2 separate regions of the Oncorhynchus mykiss genome follow, and region 2 is linked to region 1. A link is a contact called in public Hi-C data. All regions are on one chromosome and are shown on one strand. The core of a region is the stretch at or near the end of the contact, and the rest is flanking DNA. Distances in the headings are between cores, read along the strand shown. Region 1 holds the start of LOC110492495 (zinc finger protein 512B). Region 2 holds the start of prpf6 (pre-mRNA-processing factor 6).

Region 1 (6,302 bases), core at 2,976-5,475:
ACTCTCTCTCTTAGCTCTCTTTTTTTTAAACTCTTATCTCTTCTAACTCTCTCTTAACTCTTATCTCTTCTAACTATCTCTTTTAACTCTCTCTTCTAACTTTCTCTTTTAATTCTCACTCTCTTTTAACTCTTCTCTTTTAACTCTCTATCTCTTTTAACTCTCTCTATTAGCTCTCTTTAAAAAAAACTCTTATCTCTTCTAACTCTCTCTTTTAACTCTTATCTCTTCTAACTCTTCTAACTCTTCTTATCTCTTCTAACTCTTCTTGTTTTTCAATCAACCAACAAAACACATTCCACATTCACAGATGTGACAGGCTTAAAAAAATAAAATGTCAAAAAATATAATAATAATACATTTGAAAAAATAAAAAAATAAAATACAATTAAAATGAAAGATTAAAGTCAAATAAAAACACTTAATCTGTTTTCATTCTATGGAGTCTCAAAGGAGTATAATAACATTTGTAAAAAAAATTGTAATTAGATTCTTTCATTTTTACATTGGTAGAGGAGTAGTCGCAAACCTCCGCCCATAACTCATCACTGATAGTCAGACCAAGGTCCTTTTCCCAGATTATTTTCAAAGGAGTAAAGGAGGAGCCTCCTTTCTCAGAAAGGAGTCTATAGATATAAGATATTTTGCCTTTAATGGATTGTGCTGTGACAAGAAGGGTTTCAACTTCATTCAACTGAGTTCTAAAACTCCTCTTGGAGGTAAATGAAGAAATTACATGTCTAATTTGAAGATATTTTAAAAAAAAAATGGGATCTTGGCACATCGAATTCACTGCAGAGCTCTTGAAAGGATTTCAGTGTAGTGGTTTTCTGATGAAATAGGTCTGAAAAGGTCCTGATTCCTAGAGTATGCCAAAGATTAAAGTTGGCATCCCTCAGGGCTTTTGGCAAGTCTGGGTTGCCTACTATAGGTGAGTGAGAACATATTTGGGAGGAAATGTCTCTCTCTCTCTTTTAACTCTATCTCTTCTTACTCTCTCTCTTAGATCTCTTTTTTAACTCGTATCTCTTCTAACTCTCTCTTTTAACTCTATCTTGTAACTCTTATCTCTTCTAACTCTCTCTTTTAACTTGTCTTTTAACTCTCTCTATTTTAAATCTCTCTTAACTCTCTCTCCTCTTACACTCTCTCTTAGCTCTTTTTAAAAACTATCTCTTCTAACTCTCGCTTCTAACTATCGTTTAACTCTCTCTCTTTTAACTATATTTTAACTCTCTCTCACTCTTGCTCTGCCTCTGTTTCTCAGCCTCTCTCTACCTTTGTAGATCTGTCTCTCCTTATCTCCCTCTATCTGCCGCTCCCTTTATCTTTCTTGATCTTCCTCTCCCTCTATCTTCCTCTGTTTTTCTCTTTCTCTGCAACTGGCTTCACACTGTCTATGGTGAGATAGACCATTATTGAAGAAAGTCGGGGCAGTTGGCTAGGACAAATTAGATAGGACAATTAGATGGCCATTATTTAATATTCCTCTATTTTCACTTCTCCTTTCTCTGGTAACGGTCTGGTGAGGTCTCTCTCTATTCCTCCTTCTGCCCCTGTTCTGTTGTCTGGTGCCCTAGGGAGAGATGTTTACACAGAAAATAGAAGGAGAGAGTGGTAGAGGAAAAATTGATAGAATAGAGAGATATACAAAAGGATTGGAATAGATGGAGATGAAAAGAGAGAAAACAGGATGGACAGAAACATTTAAATGAGAAACAGAGGAAGTGAGGGAGGGAGAAAGGAAAAATCAGAGATGGAGAGGGAGGGAGGACGTCACACCTGTCCAAACGAAGCGTGTCTGGCACCTTGCACCTGCGCCCCCACCTGTCACTCAGTGGCTGAGTCATGTTAGTGAATACTAAGCAGTTTATCCTGCCACCATCCTGCCTCGCTGGCTGTCTGGCTTACTGCTGGGAGACAATTACTGGGTGATACCAAGCATCTCCCTGCCTAATTACATGTAAATCTTTATCATATGGATGGTTCTATGGTAAACAGGTCCTGTCAGCTATGTGACGTCTCATTATGGGTGGAAAGGTAGAGGTGATAGAGTGCAGGCAGTTAGGGAGAAGGACTCTAAGTGTTTATAACCTCAGCTTATGTGTTATTTTCTCTCCCTATCTCTCTTTCTTATTCCATCCTTTCTTATTTCTCTCTCTCTCTCTCTCCTCAGATATAAATGAGCTTAGTGATGCCCAAGGAGGTTTGGAGGTCTGTGTTTCTTAAACAGTGGCTTCTAAATCATGGTTGCTATTCTTTAATCCCACAACACGTTCTCACTTCTCTTTCTGCCTCTGTCACACAGAAGGACTGAGTATCCATTTGAAACCTCATTGCTTGACGCCACATGCAGAGTAGAACACAGTTTCCCTCTAGTTGCCAGGTTGGCCACCTGACAGCTTTTATTAACTATTAACCAGGCTTGTGCCTGCTCAGCAGAGAAAGAGAGGAGTAAATCACTGTAAGGGATTCATGGTCTGTCAACCAGGATCCTGCAATAACCATTCAGTTAGGTTACATTAGAACACAGAGCAGGGGAACAGTAGGACGTAGCTCCATACACTGGGATAGTACTGTTGCTCCGAGGAATTTATTGACTGCCATCAACCTGTGGTCTAATATTTTGTAAGAGAGGAAGAAGATTGATGAGCAGGGTCTACCCTCCCCATTTATTTGAGATTGAGTCCTGCGGATTTCTCCTAATGTGTCTGTGGGATATACTCATCTGGGGTCATTTTTTTGCCACTTCAATCCCCAAAGATTAGGTCTTTTTTTTTTGTCTCCTCTGCTATATTCTAATGGGAAACACCATCAATGTGTTTATCTCAAACTGCAAACCGAGATCCTACCCCAGCACTTTCTAACAGTATTTAAAAACTAGGTACCAGGGTACTTTCAGTAACTGGCGACTAGTTCTACTCAGTGGACAGCCATCAATAAGGACACATGTTTTCCAGTGGTCATATGACAATGTAGCCGACTATATTTCAGTCTTACAGAACCCAGTAGTGAGGCAACACTTCCATCTACTGGATATCTAATGTATGAACATTTCATGTGAGGGGTAGATAAAAAATGTTTTTAATAATTATCTTGGAGCAGTTAGAGAATCTGAATGTAGCTCCCCACTGTGAAGCTCTAATGCAATGGATGAATAGCAGGTGAAAAGGTGGCAGGTTTTGGTCATGTTATCTGTCCCTCTACAAACCATTTCTAATCAGCTGAGAGGAAGGCTGCATTCACACAGGCAGCCAAATTCTGATATTATTTTTCCACTAATTGATCTTTTGACCAATCACGTCAGAACTTTCGCAAAAGACCAATTCGTTTAAAAAATATTTTCTGAATTAGGCCGCCTGTCTAAACGCAGCCAAAGAGAAACAGAGAAGGAATATATATATACATATATATATATATACATATATATTTTTAGAGAAGGAAATGGGATTAAAGAAATTAAAACTGCATCCTTAATCATTCCCTCCTTGACGTAGACCTAACATAACTGATCTAATGTAATTGGACAAGTGAAAGCAAGGGCACCACCATATTGCTTTCACTGTCCAGTCATGTCTCATCAGTAACTACTTCAGAGTGGTCGAAAGGAAGGATACATTTTATATACTGTACCTTGCTTGGGCTCTGACGTTGCCGGGCCCTAAAATGAGTACACCCTGCCCTCTTGTGGTGGTTTAGGGGAACAGCCAGTGTACATGGTTTACGTCATTGTTTCTGATGATTTCCACTTATAAAAAATATTAGGTCATGCTGACTGGCACCAATCACATCTGAGAGAGTCTCCTCTGGTTGTGTGAGCCCACTGTAAGTGGCTATGATTCAGTGGCTGCATGAGTGAGGGCCACGTGTTATACATATCATATCAGAGTATAATGGGGAACATTTAGCTGCTCTTGCAGAAGCTTGCTGATTTAGTATTAGCAATAATAATAATTCATTAGTGGGCAAAATATGAGAAACTTTCAAAACAAGTGACCTTGGTTCTCGACATTGCATTAGCCTTCACTGTGTTGGAATAAAATGACAGATCAGCAATGCCCAACCATAACAGTCTACATCATCTAACAACCTATTTAACATCCCATATTAAATCGATTGATCCGTTTCTGATAGAGCAGAATAGGTAGCCTATAGCCGATTCTACTCTGCCCCAGCGTCACTATGCAAGTTTCGATTGCTATAGTCTACGAGTGGACTATTATTTGGATTGCCTTGGACTGGCATGAAATCGACGAAACAGCACAACGACAATTGACAATCTAAGGCTGTGCGCAGTTGACTCCCTGAATATTAACGATAAAGGTCGGATGATAATTTAGTAGCCTAACATTACCAGATTAAAACGTTTAGTGAGGCTGTTTTTAAGAATTTATCCTAACCCTTTTTCGTCATGACCACACGGCGTTACATCGGATGAGCCTCATCAAACCGTCAGTTTGGTATCGATACAAAATCGGGTTTATTAGGCAAAAACCCCGAATATTATTTGCGCGATAAAAAATAATAATAACGCGAGAGTTTGCAAGTTGCCAGAAGACTGTAGTTGCAGCTGTCAAAGGAAGAGTGGATACGCGCATGACTCAACACACATTACTGTAGCCTATTACTGTACACGGCCGCGAAGATAATTTCCGTATAAAACCCGAAATAATCCCGAGGTAAGGAACCGCAGACTGCACCGAAAGCGACCGAGGTCGAATCTTTTAATTCCTTTTTTCCTCTGGTTCATTTTATTTTACTCTAACCAACTCGCTTGCAGCTGTTGAAAATTACTGCACTAAACATATTTTTGTGACTCCCTTTAGCTCCAGCCATTGCAAGGATTTTTTTTTTTACTCCTCCTTCATATTAAAGTCGCCATTTTGCTTCACTGCCTATATAAAACCTTCTTGTATTTTAATGTTTTCTTCAAGGAGTCGGAGACGTCTCTATCTTTCCTGCGTGTCTCCTGATATTCACATTTCTTGAGTTTTCCAACGAGACGATTGAGATTAAAGAAGTGCCTCGTGGTTGCCATATTAATGCACGAAAGGGGGAAAAGTGGATGCTGGAAATAAGGTGAACGTCTTTAGGATTTTAATTGGCATCTCCTTTCCCCCCCTCCTCCTCCCTCTTCCTCATCTTCTTCATCTCTCCTCGTCTTTCCTCGGATTCAAAACGAGGACTAGGCGCGTGGCTAACGACCGTGACGACTGTCAGTCCGTCTCCATCGAAGCCCCCGACCAGACCCGCTTGGAACAGCAGGTGTGATGGCCATGTAAGACCGGGAAAGGCGCATATACCGCGCGAGGTGTAGCCCTACCGCCTGACCCCACGTGGGTGACCCCGGCCACCCGGCGGCTCGTGTTGGGTGACTCCCGACATTGCAGGTAGGTGTGGCCTTCTAGAACCCCATGTCCCTATTATTAATCAACGGCACAGTAAACATTGTAGCCAGCAGCATTCGAATGCACCAATGTAGCAATCGAAACAGTCCACAAACAATGTTGCTGCAATGTAACCATCTTCAATTAGAGGAGACAGAAGCAAGTCAAACTGCTGTTGCAGCCTGTGACCTAGGAGGTGAATAGGGCAATTTGTCTGTGCAGCCTTCAAACATCAAGTGTTTTTGTGTGTAAGTGCTCAATTCCAAAATACCCCAGTTCTTTCACTTTGCAGCTGTTTCTGGGGTTCTGCTTTGGTTTCAGCCAGCTGTATGATGTACTGATTTATAACTGTCATGACTAGGTTAGTAGACTATCAAATGTATGCCACACTGCTAAAGTAGCGGGATAATAGCCTATAGCTGTGATGTAGTAGTAACAGTGTTGTAGTATGACAGTAATAAAGTGGGATTACTTAACTCAGAACCTGTGTGTGTGTGTGTGTATGTGTGTGTGTGTGTGTGTGTGTCTTATCTCCCTGCCAGTAACGGTGCCTTGACTCTGTGTGGAAGTTGTGCATTCACTGCTCTGGGTGTATAGTAAGCTACTGTGAATATATAATAAAATAACATTTAGTTGAATTAAAAACTGTAATGCAAATCAGAAAATCAATAAAAATGAATTTGTTTTAGTGTCAATAATATTATAGACATGACAATGAGGGCAAGTCACAATAGGGACACAATAGACCGTGTACATATACAGTATCAGTAGAGAACGGCTCATAAATATGGCTGGAATGGAGTCAATGAAATGGTATCAAACACATGGAAACCACCTCTTTTATGTTTTTTTGTACCATTCTGATGACTCCCTTCCAGCCATTATTATGAGCTATCCACCCCTCAGCAGCCTCCA
Region 2 (6,669 bases), core at 2,089-4,588, 220 kb before region 1:
ATGGAGGGACAATAGCCCTGAGTACCAGGCCAGTAGGACCTGATGGAGGGACAATAGAGCCATGAGTACCAGGCCATTAGGACCTGATGGAGGGACAAGAGCCCTGAGTACCAGGCCATTAGGACCTGATGGAGGGACAATAGAGCCATGAGTACCAGGCCATTAGGACCTGATGGAGGGACAAGAGCCCTGAGTACCAGGCCATTAGAACCTGATGGAGGGAGAATAGAGCCATGAGTACCAGGCCATTAGGACCTGATGGAGGGACAATAGAGCCATGAGCACCAGGCCATTAGAACCTGATGGAGGGACAATGGCCCTGAGTACCAGGCCATTAGGACCTGATGGAGGGACAATAGAGCCATGAGTACCAGGCCATTAGAACCTGATGGAGGGACAATAGCCCTGAGTACCAGGCCATTAGGACCTGATGGAGGGACAATAGAGCCATGAGTACCAGGCCATTAGGACCTGATGGAGGGACAAGAGCCCTGAGTACCAGGCCATTAGGACCTGATGGAGGGACAATAGAGCCATGAGTACCAGGCCATTAGGACCTGATGGAGGGACAATAGAGCCATGAGTACCAGGCCATTAGGACCTGATGGAGGGACAAGAGCCCTGCGTACCAGGCCATTAAGACCTGATGGAGGGACAATAGAGCCATGAGTACCAGGCCATTAGGACCTGATGGAGGGACAATAGAGTCATGAGTACCAGGCCATTAGGACCTGATGGAGGGACAATAGAGCCATGAGTACCAGGCCATTAGGACCTGATGGAGGGACAATAGAGCCATGAGTACCAGGCCATTAGGACCTGATGGAGGGACAATAGAGCCATGAGTACCAGGCCATTAGGACCTGATGGAGGGACAATAGAGCCATGAGTACCAGGCCATTAGGACCTGATGGAGGGACAATAGAGCCATGAGTACCAGGCCATTAGGACCTGATGATTGTTAGCAAGTTGAGTACTCTCGAAGTATGTCCAGTGCATAAGAGGAGATTACCGCGACTCAACAGTCACATGGAATTTTACTGCGGTCATGACTCATGACTGCCGGTGTAGCGGTAATACAGTCACCCCAAAAGCCCTAGGTAGGATTTGGAATGTTTCAGTGGCAGAAGTTGACTCCTACAGGCACATAATGAAACTGCAACATGTGACAAAACAGAGAGTGTAGTATGAGAGTATGGCAATGCATGACCCTTAGAAGTTGGTGAGTATGCTTGAGTGTGTGTCTGCTTCTGTGCATGTAACGTTACTAACCCCCTGCAGTGGGTCCACAGTGGTGTGCTTGTCTCCTGTGGTCAGGTGTTTGGAGAAGAAGCTGTCTGGTACAGGGGTGAGTTTCTCATAGCGCGGGTTCCTCTGGCGCTTATTCCTGGCATCGCCAACCTCCGGGATACTCAGCCACTCCTCATCTGACATTCCTGACAGCTTCCTCTACACAAGAGCCAGAGAGAGAGAAAGGGAGAGAGAATGAAGAGAATGAAGCTTTCAGTGTCATTATCCATTAAGAGATGGAAATGTGTGTCTTTGGCAGATTTAAAGGTAGAACTGCTCAGAGACAGTACAGGAGACTTGAATCTGTTGCCATGAGAACAGTGACCTACCTTGAGGTCAGAGAACTGCTGCTGGATCTTGGGGCGCTCCATACGGTACTTCTCTATCTCATCCTTCTCCCTCAGCTCCCTGGGGACCACACAGGACAGACCGGGTTAACACAACAGAGCAGTAACACACACACCCTCAGGAGCAGTAACCCACACTAATAAACACATGGAATTATCTTCTCTCACCTCCTCTCCTTGCGTCGTTCGTCCATCCTCTTGTCCAGAGCTGCGTAGATGGCATCTGCCTCCTCGTCGTCTTTCTCATAGGGTCCACTGGAGAACAGACTGCCAGCATAGCCGTTAAACTGAGACAAAGTGGACAGAGGTAGGTGTTACAATATGTTGTGAGATGAGCTTTGCCTGAACTTGTTCTTGGGTGTCATGTGTAAACAAGCACCTCATCATAGTTGGTGTCATTCAGATCCTCTTCGTCGTCTTCCTGGTTCTTCTTCATCTTGTCCCCCACCGTCCTCTGCCCCGGGGGAGCATGGCGGTCATCCACCGGGTCGTTGGCATCTCGAGCGGGTCCGATATCAGAACGGGTGGTGAAACCTGTGGCTCTGGAGACAGAAGAGGTGGAGTTAGATGGAGAGATTCAACAACAGACTAGAACATTATTCTTCAATCTACCCAGCAGATCCAACCCGCTTGCTTACAGCTGCACTAGGGTCAGACAGGCTTCCTGTGTAGATTATTACACAGCAGAGCAGGCGCGAGAGATGGCTTGGAAAACATACCTCAATCCAGGGATGAGAAATGTGGTGTTCTTCAAATTGTCCCATTATCCCAACTGTTACACCAAGAAGATTAAACGACTGCTAAAAAAACTAGCAAAAAAACTAAGTTGTTGTAACAGTTAAATTGGGATAATGGGGCAATTCGGAGTATAACTAATTTCTCATCCCTGTATCGAGATACATATTCCGAGCCATATCTCGGGTTGGCTCAGCGGTGTCTTAATCTACACTGGAAGTCTGTCTGTCTGACTCTAGTGCAGTTGTTAGCAAGCTGGTCAGATCTGCTGGCTATCTTCAATCCTGCTCCTGGAGACCACAGCCTCTAGTTTTTGTTTCAGTCTGGTTCTGGAGTGTTTACATAGGTAGATAGCGAGCCAAACATTGCATTGGTACACAAGTAGTTACTAGCGTTACTTAATAACAAGAAATGAGGAATTTTAGACGTATTGCATCCTAACACTATTAGCAAGATTTAGGTACAAATCCTTGATTGCCAGCAAAATTCAAGATTGTTTTCCAGTCAAAGTTGGCTTAGTTACTGTAGCTAGCTATGTGGCTAAGCTAACTAACATCATGCCTGCTTACCCTCTGCCGAGTCCAGGCACATAGCCTAGCGGCGCGGCCATCCCAAGGAAGGGCTTTTTCTTCTTGCCCATGAGCGGGGAGGACATGGGCATTGGCGGGGGCTCGGCATTACGCCCGCCACCCCGGCCACCTCCAGAGCCTCTACCAGAATTCTGCCCGCCGCCCCCAAAGCCTCTACCATCATTCTGCCCGCGGCCACCGGAGCCTCGACCGAAATTCTGTCCACCGCCCCTAGAGCCTCTACCATCATTTTGATTTCTGTTGTTATAGTTTCCATCTCTGCCAGCCATCGTGGCTAGTTATACCGACAACGCGGTTCACTCACTAAGGTATAATAAGAACGGGTTCACTTCCGGAATAATCTTCTTCGTATGAGCTTCCGGCAGACTGGAACTTTTGGAAATAACAACATACGCACTTCCTTTTACAATCATGGCATTGGTCTGCAACAGCGCCCCCCTGTGGCGCTCCACAACTACTACTGCCATGCTCTACCAGCAGAGTGCAGCAGACTACAGGAAAATGTGCAGGCTAGGAGAATAGCCAACTTTAGGCCCATTGCACATATCCCAGACATGGCAACTGGAATTTGGAGTCTAAATGGTTTATTAAGTCTACCTGTAACTATAGGGAATAAATATGCATTGGTTTCGGGTCATGTATTTGATCAGCATATAGTTGAGTGAATCTGCTAGCCCTCATCAACAGAAGCTCATTAGGCTACCTCAGCCTGGTTTGACAGCCAGGTCATTTTGAGTCTGCATTTCACCATTATTGACATAATGAAAGTCGACACTGTCCTATTTCTTGAGAGAACCAATTTAAAAACACAGCTGATTGGCCGACACATTTTAAAAAGTGTTTTAAAATTAATTGGCATACATTTTGACAGCGATGCATTATCTAATATATATCAAACCAGTCTAACATGGACACTAAAGCCTTCTTGGGCGGTCCATTGTCAATCACAGGATGGGCTCACTGCGATAAATGTAATTACAACCTAATATGAAGTTTCTGTGCTGTCTGTCTTGTGATGAAGTACCTCCGCCTATGCATCAATTTGATTCCATCACCTTTAACTTTAGCCATCTACAGCCAAGGCCTCAGCATGTTAATTTCTCTTCATTTAATTTGCCTCCAGGGCAGACATTATTTCACTGTGATGAAAATGTGCTGTCAGCTGCATTAGAGGATGTATGGCTTTAACAGCCCAGAACCATTTCATAGATCCAAAGAGCTGCAAATATTCACAGACCTGGTTTCATTTTTGTATTGAACCTTTGTTTTAACTAGAAAAGTCAGTTAAGAGCAAATTCTTACTTACAATGACAGCCTAAACCGGCCAAATCCGGGCCAATTGTGCGCCGCCCTATGGGACTCCCAATCATGGCCGATTGTGATACAGCCTGGATTTGTACCAGGGTGTCTGTAGTACACCTCTAGCACTGAGATGCAGTGCCTTAGACCGCTGTGCCACTAACTGAACACGTTTAACTTATTTCATAGTTTTGATGTCTTCACTATTATTCTACAATGTAGAAAATAGTCAAAATAAAGAAAAACCCTTGAATGGCTAGGTGTGTCCAAACTTTTGACTGGTACTCTGTCTGTCTGTCTGTCTGTCTGTCTGTCTGTGATCCAGCGATCCAGGTCCGTGTCATTAGAGGGAAACCACCCATCAGTAATGCTGATTGAGGTTAATGATCAAGAAAACCCTGTGTGTCAAACCCATGTCCACATCTAATCCCCCGGTTACTGTTCTGAATACATTCAATCACCTTTGTTGAGGTCAGCCTTGGCAGATGCAGATATGGGTCAATGCCAGATGAAATCAGTGGATGAGCAGTGAGTCGCAATAAAAGGTATTTTTGGAACTTGCAACACCTTGTTTTCTCTATTCGTGTTGCAGGATATTTGTGGTGAACAAGCTACATCTCTCAGCTGACACGCACAGACGCAAACATGCATGGAGGAGAAAACGAGAACACCATGTCTGTCTCACACACACAGAGAGTCTAGCTAGCATGGCGGTGGTCCTGGTAGCCAGCAGAGTTAATGGATGTTGTCTCCCTTTGATGGATTACTGGCAATATTCACACTGGGCTAAATGGTAAAGCTACCGCTTACAAGGAACAGGACGAAAGAAAGCCCGTACGACCTCCGACAAGACATCAAACATGCAAAATGACAATATACACTGAGTGGACAAAACATTAGGAACACCTTCCTAATATTGAGTTCTCTTTTGCCCTCAGAACAGCCTCAATTTGCTGGGGCACGGACTCTTCAAGGTGTCCAAAGTGTTCAAAAGGGATTCTGGCTCATGTTGACTACAATGTTTGTGTGGTGAACCCTTCCTGCTACACACAGGAAACTGTTGAGCGTGGAAAACCACCAACGGTGCAGTTCCTGACACAAACCGGTGCGCCTGGTACCTACTACCATACCCGTTCAAATGCACTTACATCTTTTGTCTTGCCCGTTCACCCTCTGAATGGCACACACACAATCCATGTCTCAATTGTCTCAAGGCTTAAAAATCCTTCTTTAACCTGTCTCCTCCCCTTCATCTACACCGATTGAAGTGGATTTAACAAGTGACATCAATAAGGGATCATAGAGTTCATCTGGATTCACCTGGTCAGTTTATGTCATGGAAAGAGCAGGTGTTCCTAATGTTTTGTACACTCAGTGTAGGAGAAAGGTGGAAACCTATTACACCGGCTCTGACGCTCGTCGCATGTGGCAGGGCTTGCAGACGACAATGTATTACGGAGGGAAACCTAGCCATAAAATGCCCAGTGATGCATAACTTCCAAACAAACTAAATGCCTTTTATGCTTGCTTCGAGGAATACAACACTGAGTCTTGCGTGAAAGCCCCTTTGTTCCAGATGACTGTGTGATCTCAGTGATCACACAGTCTTAACACTCACTCACCCAGGTTAACAATCGCAAGGCCACCTGGCCAGATGGAATACCAGGATGCGTTCTCAATATATGCGCAGACCAGCTGGCATGTGTCTTCACGGACATCTTCAATCTCTCCTTTTCCCAGTCTGTAATCCCAACATGTTTCAAGCTGACCACCATTGTCCTGTTTCCCAAGAACTCTAGGCAACCTGCCTAAATGACTATTGCCTTGTAACATTCACATCTGTAATTATTAAGTGAAAGGCTGGTCATGACACACATCAAGACCATCATCCCAGACATTCTGGACCCACTCTAATTCACAAACCATCCCAACAGATCCAAATTGCAATAATCTCAATTGCACTCCACACTGCCCTCTCCCACCTGGACAGGAGGGCAGATAACTATGTGATAATTCTGTTCATAGACTACAGCTCAGCGTTCAACGTAATAGTCTCCTCCAAGCTCATCACTAAGCTGGGGACCCTGGGACTGAACACCTCCCTCTGCGACTTCCTGGCCGGGCCGACCCCATGTGGTGAAGGTAAGCAACAACACCTGCTTGCTGACCATCAACATGGGGGCCCCAAAGGGGTTCGTCCCTGACTGTTCTCCCTCTTCACCCACGACTGCATGGCCACGCAGGAAACCAACACCGTCATCAAGTTTGCCTGTTCGGCCTGATCACCACAGCGATGAGAGAGCCTTCAAGTCTAATAAAATCAAATCAAATGTTATTTGTCACATGCGCCGATTACAACTTGTACGGTGAAATTACACGGCTTACTTACAAGTCCTTAACCAACAATG

What was found. Hi-C and Micro-C count contacts between places; a contact is called where the count stands out from the background.
Region 2: a Hi-C map of liver shows a contact between it and region 1, with 9 times the contacts expected there. The contact joins the promoter of prpf6 here to the promoter of LOC110492495 in region 1. A contact is called at or near these places in 2 of 3 Hi-C or Micro-C datasets (blood and liver).

What each region holds. Positions count from the first base shown.
Region 1 is chr16:62,457,407-62,463,708 of USDA_OmykA_1.1, reverse strand. It overlaps LOC110492495 (zinc finger protein 512B), which reads left to right and starts at 4,225. Exons shown (of 19, transcript XM_036947527.1): 1 at 4,225-4,679; 2 at 4,935-5,079; 3 at 5,190-5,390.
Region 2 is chr16:62,680,346-62,687,014 of USDA_OmykA_1.1, reverse strand. prpf6 (pre-mRNA-processing factor 6) reads right to left here and starts at 3,338. Exons shown (of 21, transcript XM_036947530.1): 1 at 2,942-3,338; 2 at 2,017-2,179; 3 at 1,806-1,924; 4 at 1,620-1,698; 5 at 1,273-1,449. The coding sequence starts at 3,231.